Linked DNA regions of Zea mays: region 2 is linked to region 1. A link is a contact called in public Hi-C data. All regions are on one chromosome and are shown on one strand. The core of a region is the stretch at or near the end of the contact, and the rest is flanking DNA. Distances in the headings are between cores, read along the strand shown.

The links. Hi-C and Micro-C count contacts between places; a contact is called where the count stands out from the background.
Region 2: a Hi-C map of bundle sheath shows a contact between it and region 1, with 2.4 times the contacts expected there. The contact joins the promoter of LOC100191584 here to the promoter of LOC100286314 in region 1. A contact is called at or near these places in 2 of 25 Hi-C or Micro-C datasets (bundle sheath and ear).

The regions. Positions count from the first base shown.
Region 1 is chr5:55,376,907-55,383,209 of Zm-B73-REFERENCE-NAM-5.0, reverse strand. LOC100286314 (phosphate import ATP-binding protein pstB 1) reads left to right here and starts at 3,349. Exons shown (of 4, transcript NM_001349640.1): 1 at 3,349-3,415; 2 at 3,530-3,856; 3 at 4,773-4,960; 4 at 5,052-5,472. The coding sequence starts at 3,397. The coding sequence ends at 5,306.
Region 2 is chr5:55,916,171-55,922,781 of Zm-B73-REFERENCE-NAM-5.0, reverse strand. It overlaps LOC100191584 (xyloglucan endotransglucosylase/hydrolase protein 23), which reads left to right and starts at 5,058. Exons shown (of 2, transcript NM_001137014.1): 1 at 5,058-5,590; 2 at 5,693-6,460. The coding sequence starts at 5,121. The coding sequence ends at 6,119.

The DNA of each region.
Region 1 (6,303 bases), core at 2,100-4,599:
GTCTCGCCGGACCGGCACGCGTCGTTTCCGTCGTCAATCTGGCGACGGGACGGTTGAGGCGAGGCGATCAGGCGGTCACACCTCTCTCTCTCTCTCTCTCTCTCTCTCTCTCTCTCTGACCGACCAATCGATGGCAAAAGCGCGGAGGACCACCGACGGCGACGTTCCGAGGCCGATCAGCCGCCAGCCCGGCCCACTCCCCCGCCGCACCGGCCCACCTAGCTCTGGAAACCACTCACCGCCACTGTTGCCTTGCCTCCCTCCCCTGCGGCCAGTCGCGATGCCGATGCGTGCGCAGCGTACCGCAGGTGAGGTGAGCGCGCGTGCATGACCATGACATGACAATGACAGGCAGCGTGCGTGAGCGACGAGCGAGATCGTCGCCAGCACAGAGCATATGCATGCCACGAGCGACGTGATTAGCGGCACTGTTACGCCGTCGTGCCAGGGAGGTGCGTGCAGTGTTTAGAGCGACGCCAGGCCAGCTCGGCGAGCAGGGCCGTCGCGGCATTGACCGCCCAATAGGGATCCAGTCATCCAGCCCCGTCGGCTTTCAGTCTCAATAATGCGTCGTCCGTGCTCGCACGAAGCGACGTGTGAGTGTGATGCCTGATGATGGAACCGGGGAGCCGTAGTTCCAGTCTTTCAGACGAGAAAGCATGGGGACATAGGAGTAAGCGGGAGCACCGAAGACCGATGCCTGGCTGTAGCAAACGATCTCTGTCATAAATAGAAGAATAAAATTGCCGAGTTTTAAATCTGAATTCTAGAGACTGGCGTCTTTTTGTCAAACGTCAATGATCTCTAGACCCCGGAGAGTCAGAGATCTTTGGACCTCTCTGCAAGGTACTGGATGGCCTGTTATATGTCATCGGACTGTCCACTACGCTCTCCTCTGCGGTGACGCTGACCGTCCACGTTTAGACCGCATTGGCGTAGAGGGCTTCACGTTGAACCTAGATCTCGTCTCTTAGGAGGGAAACCATCAGGAGGAGAGATCTTAGGGTTGCTTGGGATCGGCAGCCAAAGTGTTTCTAGACGACATAGAGTCGAATAGAAGTGAAGATTAAAGCTGAAACTATAACTAGAGCTACCCTACGTCTACCCCTAAGGTATGATAATGTAGATAGATTAGTTCGATTGGATTGTATGTATTCTCAATCGCTCGTACGGTCGTACCCTTTCATATATATGGGGAGGTCTGGACCCATTTCTAGGTGAGATCCAACAGATTACCGCAGATAGGTTAGAATAACCACGAACGGGATAAGGACTATCGCCTGAATTAATATAACCGCGGACCGTTCGAACCACATGATCGGACTGTCCGCCCATGCCCAGGTGTCACATTTAGTGTTCAACACATGCCCCTACCTTTGGTGGAGGTCATGAACTAAAATCACCTATACTATCAGCGTCTTTTCGAGAAACAATAGATTTCATAAATCGTCTTGTTCCCGAAATAAAAACTCTAGCATGATGCAAGTCACCGACTCTTTCAATCAAACAGACCATGTAGAAATCTAATTCATAATGGCCATTTATGATTGCATCTTCTTCGACCATGGTTGTCTAATCAATATGTCAAAATGTATAAAATTGTGGTGCCCTTCAACCCGAATAAGCAAATGGACTACGCATGTATTACAACACTATCCTACATTTGAGCAAGACAACACATTGACGATGAGTAGACAGGTGGAAAACACCACGACATCCCTAGAGTCTAGAGACATATGAGTAGGCGGCATTTGTCGTGCCACTTCTTGGGCCGGTTTGCTCGACCTTTGCCTCTGCACATGTCACTTCCTTCCTGCGGATGACCTAGATTGTTTTGCTAGATTGTGTGGAACGACGCTTTCGTTCATATATTTAGAGAGAAGCTGATTGAACATAGGACCAGATTTCACAGACGTACTCAAAGCCTTAGTCCGATCTTGCTTCATGTCGCCATTCACCTTCATCTAGCGGGCCGTCGATCAATTAGATTGTCCAATTCTAAGTATTGAACTATCCGAAACACTAGAGTGTTTGGTCATAGTCACCAAATTGTTCGACGCACGCTGGCTAGGAGAACTTGGCTGTTGTCTTATTTTATCTTCCTCTCGTGCCTTCGGTCCTACTAGTGGTCCTTACATTTCCATTCTTGTCTGAAGATTTCCAAGTAGCCACTCCTTGTGCTGGATTTGGTGTGTGAGGATCACCAATGACTACGCTCTTGCCCTTGCCTTTATCCGTCATTTCCAGCTGAATTAGGACCTTGTCGTTCATCTCAAGTGTATTCATGGGTAATGACTGACTGTCAATTTGCATTCCCAATCGGCCTTCATTTATAGTCGATTGTATCTGTCGACGGAAAGTATTGCAATCATTGGTGGTATGAGAAATGAAGTTATGTCATTTACAATAAGCACGCCTTTTCAATTCATCTATCGAGAAAATTATGTGAGATGGTTTAATGTTACCGCTCTTAAGTAATCCATTAAACATCTTGTCACACTTAGCAACATTAAATGTGAACTTAACTTCTCCTTCTCACAAGTTAAGCGAGGTGAGATAATTTTGAGGCTCACACGGTCGCCGTCCGACTAGAACTAGACCAACTTGACCAATTATGTCTTTGTCAACGGGTAATAATGGAGGATGTCCTCATGAGGTATCTTATAGGCAGTTGCCTGTTAGGACTTGTAAAGATATCAACATATATCTCTTTGTTCACTTTAGCTTCCCAAAATAATAAACTTCACTTGTTTGAAAATTTATTTTTAGGCCTAACATCTGTTCAAATAAGATCAAGATGAATTTCAAGTTCTTAGCCTGCTCCAAATTGTTTTACAAAAGAACTGCATATTAAAGCGTCATATTATAGCGTCGTACAACCCTTTTTGTATTTGATGATGTGTGGAATTAATCCCTCATCAATCAATAAAGGCCACACCTCGTGGGCCTTCCTAATCAGACAAAACGTAATATTAATAAAGACCAATTTTGATAATTTATGGCTCTATTTTGCGGCAACTCCAACGGGGAAAGAGAAACAGAACGTGATAGCTGGACAGGAAGAGGTCTCTAGCTACATTCTAGCCTAGTCTGAGACGACACGTACACCGATAAGCTGCGTGCGGCATGCCATGGCGTGGTGCGTGGGACCGGACCGACACCGAGACCAGCCGCCACCGAATCCCGCCGCTCTTCTGGCCGCCGAGTTGTCAAGCAACGCACGCACCACAAGCCGCCCGCCTCAGTTGAAGCCCCGCGGAAAGGCTGGCTGCGAGTGCGAGACCGACCAAACAAAGAACACATATCAATCACCAGCTCACAGTGGGAGGGGACGCACGATCGGCACCCGGCCATCCCCTCCCTCCTCTTCCTCGCACGTCCTCTTCCATTCCAGTAATGGGCTCTGCTTCATCAGGTGGGCATGCAACAACCCAATAATTAAGCTCAACTGGTCGATCGACCAGGCCGTACTGTCACAATTTACCTGCAGGTCGGTGACGATACGATGCTATACATGCATATGGCGCAGATGGTCTCCGGGAGCACTTGCTGGACGTGGACGGCGGCGGAGCGGCGGCGGTGCCCAAGATACGGGTGCGCGGGCTGCGGCGCCGCGCGGACGCGACCGGCGAGGAGATCCTCCGCGGCGTCCACCTCGACGTGCCGCGCGGGGCCGTCATGGGCGTCATCGGCCCCAGCGGCAGCGGCAAGTCCACGCTGCTCCGCGCGCTCAACCGCCTCTGGGAGCCCGCGCCCGGCGCCGTGCTCCTCGACGGCGCCGACATCTGCGCCCTCGACGTCCTCGCCCTGCGCCGCAAGGTCGGCATGCTCTTCCAGCTCCCCGCCATGTTCGACGGTACGTACCGTACCTACGTCCGATCCAATTGATTATCCATTAATCGATGGAACTAAGAACAGAGAAGGTTCGGTAATTCATTGACAATTTGGCATTTGCTAATCACATGGAAGCTGGCAGCGATTAGACAATTCATTAGTGGCCAACTGTGATAAGCTATAGCTATCCCGCTGACCTTTCGACCAATGCAGCACGCTGGTCGCCGGTGATAAGTTCTCTATGAGCACACCATGGTTTTGGTTTCCTTTTCACATATACTACTATATATACTACTATAATAACGCAATAATGCTTGGCCTCTACATCCTGAGACTGATGAGATGCATAAATAATAGCCATAGCCATCCCTGATGACAGAGGATGCGTGATGACGAGGACGAACCTTGCTAACCTTTTAAAGAAAGCTCGAACAGTTGACAAATATAAGCGGGATGGTGGCATTTATTTTTTTTTTAACTTTGATAGTACTGGCACACGAAATATTTAGGATTTCTGAACATCTGGTCCAACATAAACCCCTCCAACTTGAATAAACTATTTTTTCGAGCCGTAAGTCATTCTTTTTTTTTGAGCTTAATCGAATTTATAGAAAAGAACATAAAAATTCATGACACCAAATCAATATCATTAGATACGCCATGGAATATATTTTCATAATTTATTAAATTATTTGATGTCATAAGTACCGTTATATTTTTTTACATAAATTTAGTCAAATTCGAAAAGTTTAACTTAGAAACAACTTCGGGAGTTAGATTTATTTAGGAAGGAGGGAATATTTCCTGGATGTAGGAGCATCTGCAATAGTTCTCTAAACAGGTTCCTAAACTTGAAAATTTGTTAGGTACAATACTAGTTGGATCTGCGGCCTCCGTGCTGATTTTCCACCACTTCCTTTCCTGCGTGCTTTTGACAGGAACCGTGGCTGACAACGTACGATACGGGCCGCAGTTGCGCGGCAAGAAGCTAACCGAGGCCGAAGTGAAGAGCCTGCTGCACCTGGCCGACCTGGACCCTGCTCTGTGCTCCAAGCCGGCGTCCGAGCTGTCGGTCGGGCAGGCACAGCGCGTCGCCCTGGCCCGGACCCTCGCCAACGACCCCGAGGCAACACCTCTCTCGCTCCGTCTCCCTTGCCATGCATTGTCCTCCATGGCCTCCTCGCTCAGACGGATGGAGTCGCTGCATATGCATGCAGGTGCTCCTGCTGGACGAGCCGACCAGCGCGCTGGACCCCATCTCGACGCAGAACATCGAGGAGGCCATCGTGCGGCTGAAGAAGACGAGGGGGCTCACCACGGTGATCGTCTCCCACAGCGTGAAGCAGATCCAGCGCATCGCCGACCTGGTGTGCCTCGTCGTCGCCGGCGAGGTCGTGGAGGTGCTCGCGCCGTCCGACCTGTCCGACGCCAAGCACCCGATGGCCAGGCGTTTCTTGGAGCTCAGCGGCTGAAAGCCCGCCTGCTCGCTGCTGCTTCGTTGGATTTCGAAACTCTTCTACCTAATCGGATGCTTTCGAGCTGTTCTGGATGGAAAGGATCGGACGTGTGGTTATCTTTCCAATCGCCTATCATGTTCTCTACTTTTGTTCTCGTGTATACATACAATCTGTTAAAGTAGCTTCTCACAGCTAGAAAGTGTTTGCAATACAAACAAGTTCTTGGCGGATTAGCTTTGTTTTTTTTCCTGGGCAACTGTTAGTAATTATTGCTAATCTCCAAACTAGTGTTCATCTCCCAACGGTACAAAACAACAATCCAAAAGTCTTGTCTTTCAGCTTTTTCAATTAATATTAAACAAAGTGCAAAGGTCGATTACATGGGAGGTATTTTAAAACAAAAGCAAGAATAACAAGCTAGCAATCATTTTGGAATAAGCCTAATTGTTCCATGCAAAGAGTTTAGCCGTTGCTTCTTGTACTGATACTTCCACACAATGTATTTGCACTGAAAGTGTTATTTGTCTTTCTAAAGGCTAGTTTAGATACATCATTTTTCCAAGAGATTTCCATTTTTCAAAAGGAAATTAGTTAATTTTCCTCTCAGAAAATGGTATTCCCAAAGTAGCCCTAAAGTTCCTTTTTTTTCATGCGTGGAATCTTGAACTTGTTTGAGCTATTAACTTCTATTGATTCCATCCAAACTTGTTGAAGAGCTAAATATATTCTATTTGTCTTACGTGGACAAAATACGTAGAATGCCGGTAATATGACTATTTTACCAGGCACAATGAGTAGACAAATTGAGATAAGTACAATAATCAAAAGCGTACCTCTTGAACAACGAGAATAAGGTCTTCAACTGTTTTTGCAACCTTTTTATATCGAATAGATTGGATAGTACAAAAAAAACCCAAATCTAATATACTGAAATCTGGTGAATTGGGTTGTTGACAAATGAGACGTATGTCAAAATCATCTGGGTGTGCAGCTTTACAAAACAGTAGATCAT
Region 2 (6,611 bases), core at 3,809-6,308, 540 kb before region 1:
AGATCGATGTCTTGGTGCTTAGGAATGTTGTAGGAATGCTTGGTATCCTCCTCCATGCGCCTAGGGGTCCCTTTTATAGCCCCAAGGTGGCTAGGAGCCGTTGAGAACAAATCTAGAAGGCCATCCCTGCCTTCTGTCATCGGGCGCACCGGACAGTCCGGTGCACACCGGACAGTGTCCGGTGCCCGATTCCTTTCCTTAAATGGCGAAGCCGACCGTTGCAGATCTGGGAGCCGTTGGCGCACCGGACATGTCCGGTGCACACCGGACAGTCCGGTGCCCCCTTCCGACCGTTGGCTTGGCCACGTGTCGCGCGCAGAATCCGCGGCCGACCGTTGGCCCGGCCGACCGTTGGCTCACCGGACAGTCCGGTGCACACCGGACAGTCCGGTGAATTTTAGCCGTACGCCGTCAGCAAATTCCCGAGAGCGGCCTCTTCGGCCGAGGCAGCCTGGGGCACCGGACACTGTCCGGTGCACCACCGGACAGTCCGGTGCTCCAGACCGAAGCAGCCTTCTGGCTGTACACAGCCAACTCCTTTCTTTTCTTTTTCTTCCTGTTTCCAATACTTAGACAAGTATATTAGTACACAAAACCAATGTACTAAGACTTAGAAACATACCTTTGCTCTTGATTTGCACTTTATTCATCCATGGCATAAATTCACATTTAAGCACTTGAGTTGGCACTCAATCACCAAAATACTTAGAAATGGCCCAAGGGCACATTTCCCTTTCACTAACTTGTTAGCACAGGACATTCACCTCACTAGGTGCAGGAACATGGTCCTCCACCATGTGTTCACTGTTGTTACCATTAACATCCTCCCTACTACCATGTATTTCATCTTCATGGGACACATTGTTGTCACAAATATCATCGACATCCATGGCGCTGTCATTATCCATCACAATAATATGAGCAAAGTTACTAATAGTTAGTAAACCATACTAAGTGGACTGTCATCGTTGGTAAAGCAACAACATTACCGAGCTGCACGACGGGGCCACGGATCGAGGGTTCGGGCGTGAGTTGCCTCTTGCTGCTGCTGACGAGCCCCCGCCGACGAGCCAACGATGGTGGCCGCCGAGGAGTGTCCGCTGTTGGGACCTGATGCGCCGGCGTGAGGCTGCTGCATTCTTGGACGCAGGGTCGACGACGCCTAGAGCAGTGGACTGGAGCTGGGGTTGACGGCGCTCGGACGACGCTCGGTCTGGTGGCGGCGCGGTGCGGTCGGCTGCCCGGCTCGGTGGCTGGCACCTGGGAGTAGGGAGCGAGGTGGCTGAGAGCAGGGAGCGAGACCTAGGAGCAGGGAGGGGCTGGGAGCAGGGAGCGATACCTGGGAGCAGGGAGCGCGGTGGCCGGTGAGAGCTCGGGCGGACACGGCGCGGTGAGCAGGGAGCGAGGTGACCGAGCGGCGCCCGTCCGTGGTCCGTCCAGCGGCGGCGCGGTGAGCAGGGAGCTGACCGAGCTCTCCCGTCCGTGGTCCGTCTAGCGGTGCGACGAGCTCAGGCCTCGGGCGGACGGACGACGGGGAGTCGGGGATCGCCGGATGGGAGCTCGGGCTCGCCCGCTCGATCTAGGCGTGAGGCTGTGTCGCGCAGCCGCGGTGACGACGTCTGGCGGCTGGACGATGGAAGGCTCCAACGCAGGTGGCCAGGACCCAGGTCCCAGGGTAGCAGCGACACGGCGCTCGGCTTGGAGGCCACAGGCCAAAGTGATTGGGCCTGGCCGCTTGGGCCTGTTTATGTTTAATTCATTAATTGTTTATTGGGCCAAATATTACCGGGTACCCGGTAGCCGGGTACCCGTATCCGCCCGAGGCTGTCGGGTATTTACCGGGTACTGCTCGTCCCGTATCCGAGACGATTCTATCCGGGTAGTACCCGTATCCGTCCCGAATATAAAATTACCCGTATCCGTATCCGAAAAAACGTCCCGAATTAGTATCCGTATCCGGTACCCGGTCCGGGTACCCGACCCGTTTTCACCCCTAGATACACTCACACCCGATCCAATGTTTCGCAGATACAGGAGTGCAGTGGCGTAGACAAGGGTAGGGGGTAGGGGGGCTGCTAGTAGGGCCATGGCCCCTCTAACAAAAAGAAAATCTGTTCTCTAGTTATTTTTATGGCTGAAATAAAAGATTTAGTTTATAATTAATTAAAATATAGTATGTATTTAGCGTATATTTGTGTTAAATTTTATGACTAGTGAATATTGTATATGTATACATATTCTATTTATTAATATTATAACTGTAGTTATGTATATATTGTTCCCCACCTAAAGAAAAAATGTTGCCTACGTCTCTATAGACACGGTTTCTATTTCAACCCGCGGATAACACGCGCCCCGACCATAAATTTGGTTTGTTCTTTATTTTGCACAAAAATAACTAAGATGGAAAAAAGTAATTATTTTGAATACGTAACCTGTCTATGGTTAAAAGATAGAAATAGTTGGAGCTCTGATGAGTGGGGTCCACTATCCAGCTCGCACGTAACCCCTGGCCCCTTACTTTTATTGCTACAAAAGGAGTAGAACAACGTAGATGGTGTTCAGGAGTTTAAGGTTAATAATCCTTCGGAGTCCAAGGCAAATCGAAGGTAGAACAAGGCTCAGGCAAGCCCACGGCTCCAAAAGGTTTCTGCAAAACGAGACGGCTAGGATTAGACTAGAACTCTCACCGAGATCAAAATAGAGGATGAGCTAGTCTATCTTCCTGCTAAGACGTCATTCGAGCGTGTAATCTTTCCCTTCATTTCCATTAATTTATCCACTATACAATAGGACATATGGTATTACGATTCCACGCCTTGAGCCTCTATAAATCATTTTATGTGCAGGGGTAGCTATTAGAGTGTTGTGATCTCACGAGTCTCAAGTCTAATCTCTTCGCTCTCTTCCTACTCAACAATTTTCTCAGGACGGATAACGCATCAGCATGGGCATACCTCGCCTTTAGACTACCTTCAGCGACTCTATATTCTTCCACCTATATCCCACTCATGTATCACGTCAGCAACCTCTCTCCATATCTCTACCCTCTACAACGGTTCACTCTACACCACCATATTATTTTCTCATCGACTAACTCAACTACCATTCTGAAGACGAGGTCGACACCATGTTCAAAGAGTTCGACTACACCAACACTCTACAGTTTGTCTCCGATTACTTCAAAGAGTTCGTGGACTCTTCGTCCGATGACGATTCTGAAGACGAGGTCGACACCATGTTCGTTTTGCAAGCCCTTACCAACTGGGCATTGGAGGTTCAAGGAGGCGTCGTCGGCCCTCTTCTTTGCCTCGTCAAGTAATCCATAGGGATCACAATATTGGCGAAAATCTGATAAAGAACCACTACTTTGGTCGAAATCTTGTATATCCCGCCCACATTTACCGACGAAGGTACATTTCCTAATAATCACTCTTACCTCATTTCCTAATAATCACTCTTACCTCTACATGTATGCTTCCTATGGTTCTTACATTTTGCATATTCATTCTAGGTTTCAGATGCAGCGGCCTTTGTTTCTGCGTATCCTTAGAGGAGTGCAGCAAAAAGTCTCTACTGCTCTGCGTGTCCTCGCATATGGGTTGCAGGTTGCCTACGGACGCAGTCGATGAGTATGTTCAAATCGGCCAAACTATGTCTCATCTGTTTCTGCCGCGCAATCATCTCATGCTACAGCCAACGGAACCTCCGTATTCCTAAAAGCAATGTCGTAGCTCGCATACTTCATGTCAACGCAGATAAGGGTTTCCCGGTCATGTTTGTCTCAATAGATTGTATACATTAGGAATGGATTAGGAATGTCGTAAATGTCCTACTTGTCACCCGTATACGTGAGATATTGCCTCGATGCTTTTGTGAGATATGGTTTAATCATGTACGAACATCTATATACTACGGCTTGTGTGATTTCTTTAAGTAGGTTGAGGGTACACGTTGCGATTTGTATCGATCGTATTTTAGATTCCGACAGTAATCAGTACATTTTCCGTTCCGAACTTATCGTTTCCGATAATTCCGAATGAGTGACTGACATTTTCGTTTCTGAAGTCGTTCCCTTCATTGTAATGTGGCAACTCGACAAGGTCCATGTATCGTAGTAGTACGGCCACGGCACACTCGTCCGGTGAAATAAATAATAATAATGCTAGCCGTGCATTGCTGCTTAATTGACACTTCGGTTAATCAAGACGGATGATCTGCGGTGGTTAGGGGTCGTAAAGTGCATCCACGTGGACCGTGGGGATGCACGCGCTCCATCCAAGCTCATCAACCACCCGGCCGTACGTGCAACGCTGGGTATTAATTTTTCGATACATGATAGTACGCGCAGGAATATTTTTTTTCTTCAATCATGCGGTCCTTATCTGTTGTACTAAACGATATTGTCTTTTTTTTTGTTAAAAAGACACGAGATATACCGTGTGTGTGTGTGTGTGTGTGTGAAAGTGACGGGGGCAGTCATCGCAATGGCATTTTACATCACGCGTTGGTGGCATGCATTGTGGTTGTGGACGTGACGGCACCCAGACACACAAAAAAGAGAGACATGGCGTCGGTACGAGCCCGTAGAGCGGCCGGAATCAGCTACGACGGCGTCGGCAAAGATGTCCCTGTGTGCTGTGCGTACGATTTGCATCTCTCGGGTGAAATGCGAGAACGAACGGAAGTCGCTGCACGTCCCGGTGGACCCAAAAAATGACTCGGCCGGCTAGCCGATGCGGGAGCTCCCTCCCTCCCCTGCCCCGGCGTCATCAAGCCCGCTCTGCCCCGCCGCAGCCCCTGCCCTGTCTCCTCTCATCCTCTGGCTGGCGCCAACTCACACGCACAAACCGCACGGCTGGGCAGTAGCAGTAGTAGCAGTACATGCTCTGCTTCCCGCGGCAGGAGCCATTCCCATTCCTATCGCCGGCAGCCCAAGCCCCCCTCCGTCTCCCTATAAAACCCCCTCGCCGCCTCCACTCACAGAGTCACAAGCTCGACCACCAACCCAGCTCGCTCGTCCCAGCTGATCAGGTCGAGCACCTAGTAGCGACCTGCTCGATCATCAGTGTAGAGTGTCGGTAGGTGTCTGTCTCTCTTGGTGGCTGGTTGCAACGGTCATGGCGACGTCGTCTCGTCGGGTGCCCTTGCTGCTGCTGTGCCTGGGCGTGCTGGTGTCCTGCTCCTTCGCGGCGGGCAGCTTGGACCAGGAGCTGGACATCACGTGGGGCGACGGGCGGGGCAAGGTCCTTGACAACGGGCGGCTGCTGACGCTGTCGCTGGACCGCACGTCCGGCTCCGGGTTCCAGTCCCGGCACGAGTACCTGTTCGGCAAGATCGACATGCAGCTGCGGCTGGTGCCGGGCAACTCCGCCGGCACCGTCACCGCCTACTACCTGTCGTCGCAGGGCGGCGCGCACGACGAGATCGACTTCGAGTTCCTGGGCAACGTGTCCGGCGAGCCCTACACGCTGCACACCAACGTGTTCACGCGGGGGCAGGGGCAGCGGGAGCAGCAGTTCCGCCTCTGGTTCGACCCCACCGCCGACTTCCACACCTACTCCATCCTCTGGAACCCCAAGCACGTCATGTGAGTCGTCGTTCGTTGCTCTGCTTCCTTCTTCTGCATTCCTATCGCCTGCAGCTTCTTCATTTCATGGTTGGTGTCCATGCTCTTTTGCTCCTCCGCCAGCTTCATGGTGGACGACATGCCCATCAGGGACTTCCGCAACCTGGAGAGCAAGGGGGTGGCGTTCCCCAAGAGCCAGCCGATGCGGCTCTACTCCAGCCTGTGGAACGCGGACGACTGGGCGACGCAGGGCGGGCGCGTCAAGACGGACTGGTCCCACGCCCCCTTCTCCGCCTCCTACCGCGGGTTCAAGGCCGACGCTTGCGTCGCCGTCGCGGGCGGCCGGACCCGCTGCGGCGCCACCGTCGGCACCGAGGGCACCGGCGCCCCCGCCTCCGCCGCCGGCGCCGGGGACTGGTACAACCAGGAGCTGGACCTCACCCTGCAGCAGCGGATGCGCTGGGTGCAGCGCAAGTACATGATCTACAACTACTGCACCGACCCCAAGCGCTACCAGCAGGGCCTCCCCGCCGAGTGCTCCATGCAGTAGCGCCCGGTTATTCCTCGCCCGTCCAACAATGGCGCGCGCGCGCGTGTGTGTGCATGTGGTCCGCTCTACTGCTACCGCTACGACGATCGGTGTCGATCACCGGATCAAGGCAAGACGAAAGGCATCGAAACATGGTAGATAAATAAAGGACTTGACGATTTGTAACGCAGTAGCTGGTGCGTGCGTGGTGTGGTGGTAAGAAATTCTTCTGCTGCCTGTGTTCTTGTAGCCTCCTCGTCCTCGCCCACCCTGTTGGTACGTGTACGGTGTACGTAGTCTGCCGCCGCGCGCTGTTCGTGTTCGTCGTGTCTCGTGTCTGTATTATACTCGTCCTCCCCATCAAAAAAAAAGTTGTTCCATGTACGTGTGCACTGTCGAGTGATGTTTGGCTGGACGTGATCGTGATTACTCCTGGAAACTATCCGGCGCGTGCAGATCGATTGATACATGGTCAGTCAGCGTCACTGTATACGCCACTCTATCTACTGAAGC